2 separate regions of the Arabidopsis thaliana genome follow, and region 2 is linked to region 1. The links are chromatin contacts, called in public capture Hi-C maps. All regions are on one chromosome and are shown on one strand. The core of a region is the stretch at or near the end of the contact, and the rest is flanking DNA. Distances in the headings are between cores, read along the strand shown. Region 1 holds the start of AT2G17930 (Phosphatidylinositol 3- and 4-kinase family protein with FAT domain-containing protein). Region 2 holds the start of AT2G19080 (metaxin-like protein).

What was found. Capture Hi-C pulls out chosen DNA fragments and counts their contacts.
Region 2: a capture Hi-C map of seedling shows a contact between it and region 1, with 2.4 times the contacts expected there. The contact joins the promoter of AT2G19080 here to the promoter of AT2G17930 in region 1.

What each region holds. Positions count from the first base shown.
Region 1 is chr2:7,799,985-7,806,079 of TAIR10.1, reverse strand. It overlaps AT2G17930 (Phosphatidylinositol 3- and 4-kinase family protein with FAT domain-containing protein), which reads left to right and starts at 3,476. Exons shown (of 35, transcript NM_127347.6): 1 at 3,476-3,907; 2 at 4,105-4,820; 3 at 4,984-5,109; 4 at 5,208-5,293; 5 at 5,466-5,574; 6 at 5,833-5,928; 7 at 6,048-6,095. The coding sequence starts at 3,850. It overlaps AT2G17940 (WEB family protein (DUF827)), which reads right to left and starts at 3,255. Exons shown (of 2, transcript NM_127348.2): 1 at 3,065-3,255; 2 at 2,121-2,753. The coding sequence starts at 3,202. The coding sequence ends at 2,265.
Region 2 is chr2:8,260,211-8,266,305 of TAIR10.1, reverse strand. It overlaps AT2G19080 (metaxin-like protein), which reads right to left and starts at 3,606. Exons shown (of 6, transcript NM_127465.4): 1 at 3,329-3,606; 2 at 2,440-2,774; 3 at 2,261-2,337; 4 at 2,112-2,172; 5 at 1,857-2,001; 6 at 1,168-1,729. The coding sequence starts at 3,488. The coding sequence ends at 1,560. It overlaps SHT (spermidine hydroxycinnamoyl transferase), which reads left to right and starts at 4,321. Exons shown (of 2, transcript NM_127464.2): 1 at 4,321-5,311; 2 at 5,730-6,095. The coding sequence starts at 4,348. AT2G19060 (SGNH hydrolase-type esterase superfamily protein) reads right to left here. Exons shown (of 5, transcript NM_127463.3): 5 at 5,761-6,095. It overlaps AT2G19090 (DUF630 family protein (DUF630 and DUF632)), which reads left to right. Exons shown (of 4, transcript NM_127466.3): 2 at 1-8; 3 at 95-318; 4 at 405-1,332. The coding sequence ends at 1,128.

The sequences.
Region 1 (6,095 bases), core at 2,227-4,726:
TTTATCCACAATATTTTTCCAAAGCCTAAATAATACTATTCTTGATCACATATAAAATAAATATTCTAGAATTTTTCTTGTTCTATAATATTTACGTTTTTATATTCTTATATTTCAACAAAATTAAAATAAACATGATTTATTTAGGTTTTTGTGGTTTAGCGGATGGAACAAACTAATTTGCTTATGGACCAAATCTGTTATGTTTTTGAGACTAAATAATATTATATCCGTCCCTAAAAAGCTGATATTTTGGGGATTTTTCTTGTTCCACAAATATTAATTTTTCTATATATTTAACTATTTAATGTTAATAATTTGTAAATTTTAAAAATTATCATTGAAAATTGAATTTATGAATGGTTATTGGTTTATAATAATTTTGTGAAAATAATGTATTTATAACTAAATATTAATTGTTTGTAAAATTTGTGTGAAAATTCCTAAACATCAATTTTCTTAGGAACATAAGCTGTATACCTATTTTGCATGGAAACGAAAATGTTGAAGCAAAACGTTTTGAAAACGGAAAATAGTTTTTTTCTAACATTTTGAAAATGTATATTATATATATATATATATATATATATATATATATATATATATAACACCAAACATAAAACTATATTAAACAAAACTGTTTCAAACAATACATATCCAAAACGTAAATAATTTAACTAAAATCTATAAAAAAAAGATTAAATGTTTAAATTCAAAAATTTAGACTATGATTTTTATTTATTCATATATTGTTTTAACCGACGGAATATAATTAAGCATAACAATAAATTTTCTATTATTTAACATGATTTTTATAATGGGTAATTGAGTGAAAACAATATTGTTTTTTTTTCATGTATTAAGGTACCTTAACTCTGATCATTTGAACAGAATAATTCTTGATTTGGTAAACCAATACTGAGCTTTAGCTTTACCGTATTTTTTTGACAGAAAATCACAATTAGTAAACCTCTTTCCGCAATTTTGATTCTACTTTTTTCTTTGCAAATACTGATCTCGGATAGTCAGGATTCAACTGGTCAAGATACCAACTCAATGTTACTAATTCATTTTCTTTGACGTCTCTAATTGATTTCTTTCTTTCTATGATAAGCTTACGTGATCAGTCCCTCTTTATATAGACCATGAAACCAAACCCTTAAGAAGAATAAGGAGTCTACATCAAGGAGATCTCAAAATCGAATAGGCTTTTAAATTCTTCAAACATAACCAAATTACACATCTATATCTTGACCAAATTGCCCACCTTCATTTTGAACCCAGAGAGAGAGAGAGAGAGAGAATGAATCAAGTTACCAATTGTTTGAATAAAGTATTTGAACGTATATATGTTCCTATCATATGGTCTAGATCACTGACATATGTAGTGATGTGTCTTAACGAGTTACTTACTTGTGATGTATATATATTACAAGTGGATATACATATGAGTTTTTTTCTGCGGATCCGAGAAGATCTTTAGATGCTTTTTGAGGATTCAAAGTACGTTATTCCTATAAGAAGCAAAGATGTGAGGCTTGTGTAGCATCATGGTCTATGATTCCCTTTATGTGAAAATTTTCCTAAAAGACTTGTTTGGATCAGTTTGGTCCATTTGCCATTTTTTGTTGGCTGATTTTTTTTAATGTTCCTATATACAAATTTATATCCGTTTTGTGAATATTACGGTGAACTAGATGATAATCCAAAATTGTATGAATAGACTTTTTATTTTTTCTATAATTAAAACTGAATTATTGTGGTAGAGAGCGATATGAAATCGCTGTGCGGCTACTTTATATCATAAAATACTTTTTTTTTTGTTGAGAAACATGTTGCTTAATTAGTATATGGTCGGATTCACAACACTTTAATTTTGTAACAAATCTATTTATTTTGCTCTGAAATCATATATATCTCACGTTCTACTTTCTCCGAGTTTCAATTTTAGATGCAAACATAAACCTAACATCATAAAGACTGTACAACAACCCAAGAATTGAAGATTAGAGACGACACCTACATAAAAATCGCAAAAGTATGTTCAATGTGATAACAAGTAAAACTTTTATCTATAGAGATTATTGTAAAGAACCAAGCTTAGATCATTGCAAGATGCAAGACTCATTTTTAACGTAAGTATTATTCATCAAACTCTTAGAACGAGATTGATATATAGCATCATGCACATTAACTATATTATATAACGATCTAAAATCATAATAATCAATATGACCGCATTATTGGAGATATATAGATCAATCTCATCCACGGGTTGCTCTAAACCATCCCATGAACGGAGCAAAACCCTTCTTTAATTTTGTCTTCTTGACCGAACAATCTCTCTCAAAATCCTTCTCTTTCTTGTTTCTCTCCTCTTCGTCCCCGACACTTGACATCACACGTGTCAGCAAAGGCGAGCTCGCGAATGTCACTAGTCTCCTCTTTTCCAACTCCTCCGTCGTCACAACCTCTTCTTCAAAATCATTAGACGTCATCGTTTGATGCTGTTCCACGAACTTGAGTTCCTCAATCTCCGGATTGTCTAGGCGACTCGACCTCGTCCTGCTGAGCCGTTGTATCTCCTTCTTACCAAGTTCGAGTTCTTGTGTTAGAGTTTTGATTCTGTTGGAGAGGCTGGTGTTTAGTTGTAGTGTTCTTGTCAGTGTTTGTTTTGTCTGCTCAAGCTCGAGTGTTAGAGATGGTAGTCTTGATAGAGAACTCGGAGTTGAATTTGTTTCCTTTGTCCGTATCTGAAACCGTCAAAGACATGTGATGTAAAAAGTAAAAACTATACGAGCCGGAACGTATCAATTTATTCATATATACAATGCCCATTCAAAACTATAAATGTATGTGTACATATTTTTTTTTTTTCATTTGGTTGTGTTGTATATCTAGTCAATAGAAAATGGTTACAAATATATCTGACATATTAATTAGTTTATATATACAGTATATATTATGTATATATAAAATATTATTTCAAAATAGTAATCTTTGTGATGATATTGAAGTATTGAACATTGTTTATTTTCGTTGTGATAATATAGAACATTGTTACCTCTCTAAGCCTAGTTGCATAGATCTCTCCGGCTAAAACTTTCTCTCCGAACATGGCCACCGCTTCTTTCACCGACCCAAACGCTGCTTTTGTCTCTATCTCCGCTCGACCACTTCTCCAAACGTTTCCTCTCTCCATTACTATCTGCTTAATTAATTATGCGTATACCTTCCATCAATATTACATCACACAAGAATTAGTGTTACTTTTTGTGTCTTATACAGTAATTTGGAGGGTGTTAGATTCTTGGCGTTCACTACACTTGAATTTGGTTAATAAAAATTATAATGATGGCTTTTGCTCCTGTCTAATTAATATTCGTTAGCTAAATGTGACCATCTTGATAACAACACCTCTCCTAAAATAAAATAAAATGCACACAGGCCTCTTGAAATTATATTGGGCCGAAAATTTTGGCCCATTAAGGAAACAATAAAACTGGGCGGTACAAGTCGGCGATCTCGCCCGTGAATCCTCTCGGAGTTCACAGAACTCACTATTCAAAGAGAGTCGTCACAGAGAAACAAAAATGAGAGGGAAAATTGCTTAGAGAAGCATCATCTTCCATAGTCTTCCTCCTCTAATTCGTTAGTCTTTGTTCAAACGATTCTGGGAAACTCTCCAGAATTGTCTCTAGTTTAGTAGCTTTTGTAAAAAACCTTCGCTAAAATTCCACTTGTTTTGACCTAGTCTGGCACTTGTACGGTGCGTTTAGAGATCGTCGCGTCGGTGATCGGCGAAAGAGCTCCGCCGTGTAAATTATTTCGCTCAGCTCTTTGTTCACCATGAGTCCAATTCAGAATTTCGAGCAACACTCCCGTCGTCTCGTGGATCTTGACCTACGTAATTTCTCTATTGATTTCACTCTCTATATAACTCAAATCAGCTTCCTTTGATTTTGAATTTTGAGAGAATTTTCATGATTCTCGTATGAATTATAGTCTGACTTCGACTCAGTTCTTGTTTTAGTTTTAACTGTGAAATCAAAAATTCTTTTGTTTTTTTTGTTAATTTATCTGTTTTGAAATTGTTTTGTGTAGCTATTCCAACAAGGCTTGAGATGGTGGTGGAGGTCAGGGACAGTCTAGAGATAGCACATACGGCAGAGTACTTGAATTTCTTAAAATGCTACTTCCCAGCATTCTCAGTTATTCTTCTACAGATTACTAAACCGCAATTTATCGATAATCCGGAGCACAAACTGCGGAACATTGTGGTTGAGATCCTCAATCGTCTTCCACACAGTGAGGTTCTTCGTCCCTTTGTTCAGGACCTCTTGAAGGTTGCAATGCAGGTGCTCACCGCAGATAATGAAGAAAACGGTTTGATTTGCATTCGGATAATCTTTGACCTTCTTAGGAATTTTAGGCCCACGCTAGAAAACGAGGTTCAACCGTTTTTAGACTTTGTCTGCAAAATCTATTCGATTTTCAGATTCACTGTCAGCCATTTTTTCGATAATGTTAAAATGGAAGAAGTGAAGCCTATGGAGATGCCTACGTCTTCTGATCAGTCCCTTACCCCTACCCCACCTATCGGGAATGTGCAGCTTAATCCGAGTACTCGGTCATTCAAGATAATCACAGAGAGCCCCCTTGTTGTTATGTTCCTTTTCCAGCTGTATAGCCGACTCGTTCAGACCAACATTCCTCATTTACTTCCACTGATGGTTGCTGCTATATCTGTCCCTGGACCTGAGAATGTCCCTTCACATTTGAAGCCTCAGTTCATAGAGTTAAAAGGTGCACAGGTTAAGGTGAGACAATGTTTCTTCGTAAGGAAGGGAACCAAAGCTTTCTACATTGTTGGAAATATTATTATATCAAGGCCTACACCGACTCATTGTTTGATCTGAATTATATTGTTTGTAACTGGGAGATGACATGATATATTGACTTTTGTTTTCGGATCATTTGCAGACGGTTTCTTTTTTGACTTATTTGCTAAAAAGTTGCGCCGAATATATCCGTCCGCATGAAGAAAGCATATGCAAAAGCATTGTAAATTTGCTTGTGACGTGTTCAGATTCTGCTTCTATCAGAAAGGTGGAAAACCTTATGGTCCTTTTCGTCAGTATGTTTTCTCTGGTGACACAGTTAAGGGAGTGCAGCTAAAGATTTACTTTTCATTACATAAAATGCAGGAACTCTTAGTCTCATTAAAGCATGTGCTTGGGACGGATTTCAAGAGAGGCTTATTTCCTCTGATTGACACTCTTTTAGATGAGAGGTATGAGGCTTAAGGCATCTGAAATTCGAAAATTTCGAAAATTTTCATATTTCTAAAGGAGATGTTTGGTTAAATCAAGCACAGCTTTTGTCCGCATATAGTTTATCTAGTTGAAGTATCTATAAACAAGTATTGACTTTTTTCAGGTATTCTTCTTTGTCTTCTGTGTTAGGGTTCTAGTTGGAACTGGGCGAGCATGTTTTGAGTCTTTGAGGCCTTTGGCTTACAGCCTACTCGCGGAGATTGTTCACCATGTTCGCGGAGATCTTTCTCTCGCACAGGTTTTTACTGATGCAGAACTTTAAACAGTATTAAACGTTGATTGTGATAGCCTGGATTCATTATAAGTGAAAATACTTCATTACAATACGCAATTGCACTGTGTGTGGAAAATTTTAGGAATGTAACATATTGATCAATTTTCTTTGCATCATTAGGCTTTCCTTTTTGACGTCATTTTTTTTTCCCCTTATTTTTTGTCGAGCTTAATGAGTGCATTTCCTTTACATTCCTCTGATTAACTATAAACAACGTCACAGTTATCACGGATTATCTACCTATTTTCAAGAAACATGCACGACTCTACCCTCTCTCTTAGCATTCATACAACATGTGCCCGACTGATGCTGAATCTGGTAATTCTATATTCTCTACCGTGCTTGTCTTGTTTAATTCGATAAACTGCTTTAAACAGGGATATAGTTTATTTATTTTTTCTGAATTAAGCTTCAATCAAAACTTGTGTTTGATACAGGTAGAACCAATATTTGAGAAAGGTGTTGATCAGCAGTCAATGGATGAA
Region 2 (6,095 bases), core at 2,357-4,856, 460 kb before region 1:
AAGTTAGGGTAAGTAACAAGAGATATAAGCAACTAGTGACTACATATTAATCTCTGTTGGTTATAACTGAGCCGTCTTTGTGGTGTTGTAACAGTCTGGAGAACGTGTTCGAAGAGCATATGAAAAGAAATGTATGCAGCTGAGGAATCAGGACGTGAAAGGAGATGATCCGCTTGCGGTTGATAAAACTAGGGCTACTATCAGAGATCTAGATACACAGATCAAGGTGTCAATACACTCCATTGAATCCATCTCCAAAAGAATCGAGACTCTTCGTGACCAAGAACTGTTGCCTCAGCTTCTTGAGCTCGTTGAAGGGTAACAACACCAACAACTTCTTTTTCCTTCTCTTCGGTTTCACTTTTAAGCCTCAGACTGACAAATGGTAATCATGATCATAACAGATTAACAAGGATGTGGAAAGTAATGGCGGAAAGTCACCAGATACAGAAACGAACACTAGACGAAGCCAAACTGTTACTTGCAGGCACACCGGTTTCAAAGCGTCACAAGAAGAGACAACCTCCAATAATGCCAGAGGCTATTAACTCTCAAAGATTAGCTCAATCTGCTTTGAATCTTGAAGCTCAGCTTCGAAACTGGAGAACCTGTTTTGAATTCTGGATCACCTCTCAGAGATCCTACATGAAAGCATTATCTGGTTGGCTTCTAAGATGTTTCAGATGTGATCCTGACCCCGAAAAAGTTAGATTATCCTCATGTCTTCACCCGATATACCGAGTCTGCATTCAATGGTCAAGGTTGCTTAACAGCTTGAATGAAAAACCAGTTTTGGACAAACTTGAGTTCTTTGCCTCAGGGATGGGTTCAATATATGCAAGGCAAGTTAGGGAAGATCCAAACTGGAGTGGAAGCGGGTCAAGGAGATACTCCGGGTCAGAAAGCATGGAGCTTGTAGTGGCTGATAAGGGAGAAGAAGATGTTGTGATGACTGCTGAGAAACTTGCAGAGGTTGCTGTGAAGGTTCTCTGCCATGGAATGTCTGTTGCAGTTAGTTCACTAGCTGAGTTTTCCATCAACTCGGCCGATGAACACTCGAAGCTTGTTAGCCAACCAGCAGACGATGCGTCGGAGCAGCAGCCCCCGGATGTAAATTTCAATTCCTAGTACTTGTTATTAATTTTGTTTGGTTTTAGAGAGTTTAGAATTAGGTAGGTTTTTGGCATCATCTTTTGCTATCAGAAGATAGTTTCTTAGATGGATGAGATTTGTATTATTTAGTAAGACAAATAGAGTTAGTTCAGTTGATTCTGAGGATGTGTACCAAGAGTCTTCTAATGTTCCTCGGTATTTTATCCGGTGAATCGGTTCCCATGATGTGCCTTAAAAACCAATGAAATTTATATAAAAGCCAAAAGCTCTCCTTCAGAACGAAAAGTCGAAAACCATTATAATGTGACTAAATCTCACATCTGTATCCTCTCCATAACTAAGAGTTCAAGAAGAAAAAAGCGTAGAGATTACTGGTTATGTTTTTATCTTAGTCTCAGAGAGTTCGCCTGAGAGTTACCGGTCCATTTAATAAGAAAAGCTTTAGTTTAGTCATCTTCATCTTCATACTCCAGTTCATCAGAACTACCTCCTCCCATCACTGATACGTAAATGACGACAGCTAGAAACTGAGCAGCTAGAAAGAACCTTGCTCTTTTCTTAAATTTTTTCTCCTCTTCGGTCTTTTCTACCTTTGGTTTGCTCTTTGGCTTCGAACCTGAACAAAAGATGAAATTCACTTCCTTCACAGGCTTAAACATATCCAATGAATGTTGCATATATGACAGATATATAATATGATGAAATATATATGATATGGACGTTGAAGGTTAGATGTGTCTTACTCTTTCTTGGAAATGAGGAAGGGAATGAGTGAAGTGGAGGTGAAGGAGATGAAGAAGAGGCTTCAAGGAACTCTGACTTAAGTTTCTCAGCATATCGCACAAGATTACTATGTTCCAGAAGTTTGCACCGAAGCACTGATGTAACCTGATCATGCACCATTAAGAAAACTACTTCATCTAAATAGTTCTAAGGCTAAATTCAACCTGATAAACCCATAACTGAGAAATATATTGGTGAAATTTAAAGCTGCTCACTGGTAACGCTTGGATTATAAAAAGTATGTGCGAGAGTAAGAAAGCATCCAAACTCGATGGCCTGTGGGAAGAGAATAATATAAACATTGTCAATCTTTTACAAAAAGGCTTAAGGGAAAGAATCCAGTTCCGGAATGTGATTGCAATACCTGTCTTCAAAGAGAAACTTCTGCTCACCTAACCTAGTCGACAAAGCTTCATATGCCTCACTTGCTCTCTTGTATATCTGTTCACATTTAAGACTATGAACTTTAATAACTAGTTCAAATGCTCACAAATATAAACCACAGGTCTTCTAAAGTAACAACAAAACTTAAACAAACCCGACCTGTTTTTCTCTTTGCTCTGCGTTCTCTTTGGTGATTCCTAAACGGTTCTTTGCCAAGTATGTCTGCTTATAAAACAGGACCTTGCTGATCACCCAAGGAAGATCTGAATAGTAGATTTTCGATGTAGATATCCCCTCGGTACCAACCCATATCTCATAGGTAAGCGCTTCTTCTAGCCAAGACACAATAAGAGCCTTCAAAGATAAATAATCCGAAAGAGACTGTAGCTGAGAGTCCAGATTAACAATCCCATCTTTCTTCAGTTTTTCAATTACTCCTCCATCTTCATTGTTATATGCAACATATGTATCACTTTCAAAGTACGGCAGTTCATCTATATTAAAAACAAATGATTAACATTGTCAATACACAAGCTTATAAATATTGAATGCACAAATTTGTAAATCCGTGAACAAAGGATTACGAAGTGTCTAGAGATATTATCAAACATAACATAGAAATTCTGAAGATATTGTTAATATACAAACTCAATAGCTAAATCAAACAACTAATTTCTTCTGAACAAGTATGAAACATCATCATTCTCTTCGAATTAACAATTACGATAACGAGGAATTCAACCAAAGCTATAACAAGAAATTATGATGAACACTTCCTATCCAGAAAAATTCACCAATGCATATATACACCTCAAAATTGAATTACTATTGCCTAAAAACCCTATCTAAACTCTGATTAACCTAAGAGCAGGATCTTAATAGTACGAATTCGAATCCAGAACTCAAAATTATCTTGTCTAGGATTCGAATCTCAATTCAAGCTAATAGAATTAACAATGTTCACTTCCAACAGATACACATCACGCAACCAAAACCTTAATCTAACAACAACCAAAATACGAAGCGAGGAATCAAAACAGAAGCAAACCTGAATCAGGGAAGGTTGAATTGAACGCAAGTTCAAAAGGTAGCTGGGCTAATTTCAGGTATATATAAGCAGGAAGACAATTAGGGCAAGCTGTTGGGAGATCGAAGGAAGGCTTCCTTGCCACCAAAGTATAAACATTCGTCTCTTGATCGCCTTCCATTATAGTGACTCGTATGTGTGAGAGCTCTGGTCAAAAGAAGAAGAAGTACTCAAGTAAGTTCGATCGTCGATAGAGAGAGATGGGGCGAGAAGAGAAGATCCAGTCGAGTCCGGGTCTGGGTTAAGGTTTAGTCGGTCGGGTTTAAAACTAGGGTTTATTAATACGATAACTCATTTTGGGCTTTAAAAGGCCCACAAATTACCCATTAAGACAAAACTACTGGAGGAGGAGACTCGGAGAAAGTGGAATTGTTTTCTCCTTTTTGTTAGTTTGTAAAAACTAAAATTACTGTGTAACAGTGTAAAATACATCATCCACATTTTTTTTCTTCAAGATGACTTTATAAAAATAAACTCAACTTAAATTCAGAAGATATAATCAAAACTGGCGATGTGGGCTTTTGAATTTAATGCTATGAAGTTAGTATTTTGGATTTACCATTTCTTTTTAGAGTTTATGATATATACTTAAGGATTTAGTTTAGAATTTATACTTTGGAATATACTTGCATAAAAAAGTATAACACATTCCCTAATAGTGATATGAATTTTATGTTATATGTTCTTACCTCGTTTTTTTTCATTTTTTCGTGGAAATATATATTCATCCACAATGTGAACAAAATAGAGAAGAAGGGTAATACGCGTGATCATATACAACCAACAAAACTAAACCTTATTCTCACTTCCACTAATTAAGCTGCTTCGAAGGAAACAAACTAAACCACGAGAAAAACATTTTTGAATTTTGACTAACAGCAAGAAAAATTCGTTGAATCCATATGATTCTGTGTACTATATAAACATTACTTTAGCACGAACTTCAAAAAGAGAAGAGAAAAAGAAAGGGGGTTTGTGTTATGGCTCCCATAACTTTTAGAAAATCTTACACTATAGTACCGGCCGAACCAACGTGGAGCGGTAGGTTTCCCTTAGCCGAGTGGGATCAAGTTGGTACAATTACTCACATTCCCACCCTTTACTTTTACGACAAGCCATCTGAATCTTTCCAAGGCAATGTAGTCGAAATCCTAAAAACCTCGTTGAGCCGTGTGCTAGTCCATTTTTACCCTATGGCTGGCCGTCTCAGATGGCTCCCTCGGGGACGGTTCGAGCTCAATTGTAACGCCGAGGGAGTGGAATTCATTGAAGCGGAATCTGAGGGGAAGCTTTCGGATTTCAAAGACTTCTCTCCTACGCCGGAATTCGAGAATCTTATGCCGCAAGTAAACTATAAAAACCCTATCGAAACGATTCCTCTATTTTTAGCTCAGGTAACCAAATTCAAATGCGGTGGAATAAGCCTTAGCGTCAACGTTTCCCACGCGATCGTAGATGGCCAAAGCGCGCTTCACTTAATATCGGAATGGGGAAGACTCGCGCGCGGTGAACCGTTAGAAACCGTTCCATTTCTAGACCGGAAAATCCTCTGGGCTGGTGAACCGCTCCCACCGTTTGTGTCGCCCCCAAAGTTCGACCACAAAGAGTTTGATCAGCCACCGTTTTTGATCGGAGAAACGGACAATGTAGAAGAGAGAAAGAAGAAAACGATTGTGGTGATGCTACCACTGAGCACATCTCAGCTGCAGAAGCTACGAAGTAAAGCCAACGGAAGCAAACACTCTGACCCGGCGAAAGGGTTTACAAGGTACGAGACCGTCACCGGACACGTGTGGAGGTGCGCGTGTAAAGCACGTGGCCACTCTCCGGAGCAACCAACGGCTCTAGGAATCTGTATAGATACTCGTAGTCGGATGGAGCCACCTCTGCCACGCGGCTACTTCGGCAATGCTACTCTTGACGTGGTCGCAGCAAGCACCTCAGGTACGTGTTTTTTCTTTCTTTTCTATTACTATCCATAGAAATTTTGTTTGTTTTGTGAATTTGAATACACTTCTTCAAAATTTAATTTAGTCCTCTAAACAAAAATTATGATTTTGTTCATTACTTTTATATTCCAATTATATATATTATTTATTTATTAATTTTTTTCAATTCAAAAATATTACAAAATATTGTAATTTGTTTATCTTAGAATTCGTGTCAAAAGACCGTCAAAACGACTCTTTTATGAAACTGATGGATTATCATTAATTTCTACTATTGCTGAACAATTAAAATTATCTGAAGAACTTGGATATATGAAACTTTTCTTGGTTGCTTTTCATCCACGTAAATGTAGGTTAGTACGTACTGATTCTACAATGCAAAGTCTGTTTCGATAATTTTGTTATGCATATAGGTGAACTGATATCGAATGAATTGGGTTTCGCGGCGAGTTTAATCAGTAAAGCCATAAAGAATGTAACAAACGAATACGTGATGATTGGGATAGAGTATCTTAAGAACCAAAAAGATCTGAAGAAGTTTCAAGATCTACATGCCTTGGGAAGCACGGAAGGTCCATTCTACGGAAACCCAAATCTTGGAGTGGTGAGCTGGTTAACTTTGCCAATGTACGGCCTTGATTTCGGATGGGGCAAAGAGTTCTACACGGGACCAGGCACGCATGACTTTGACGGCGACTCGCTGATCTTGCCGGATCAAAACGAAGATGGCTCGGTGATTCTCGCGACGTGTCTACAGGTGGCTCACATGGAGGCCTTCA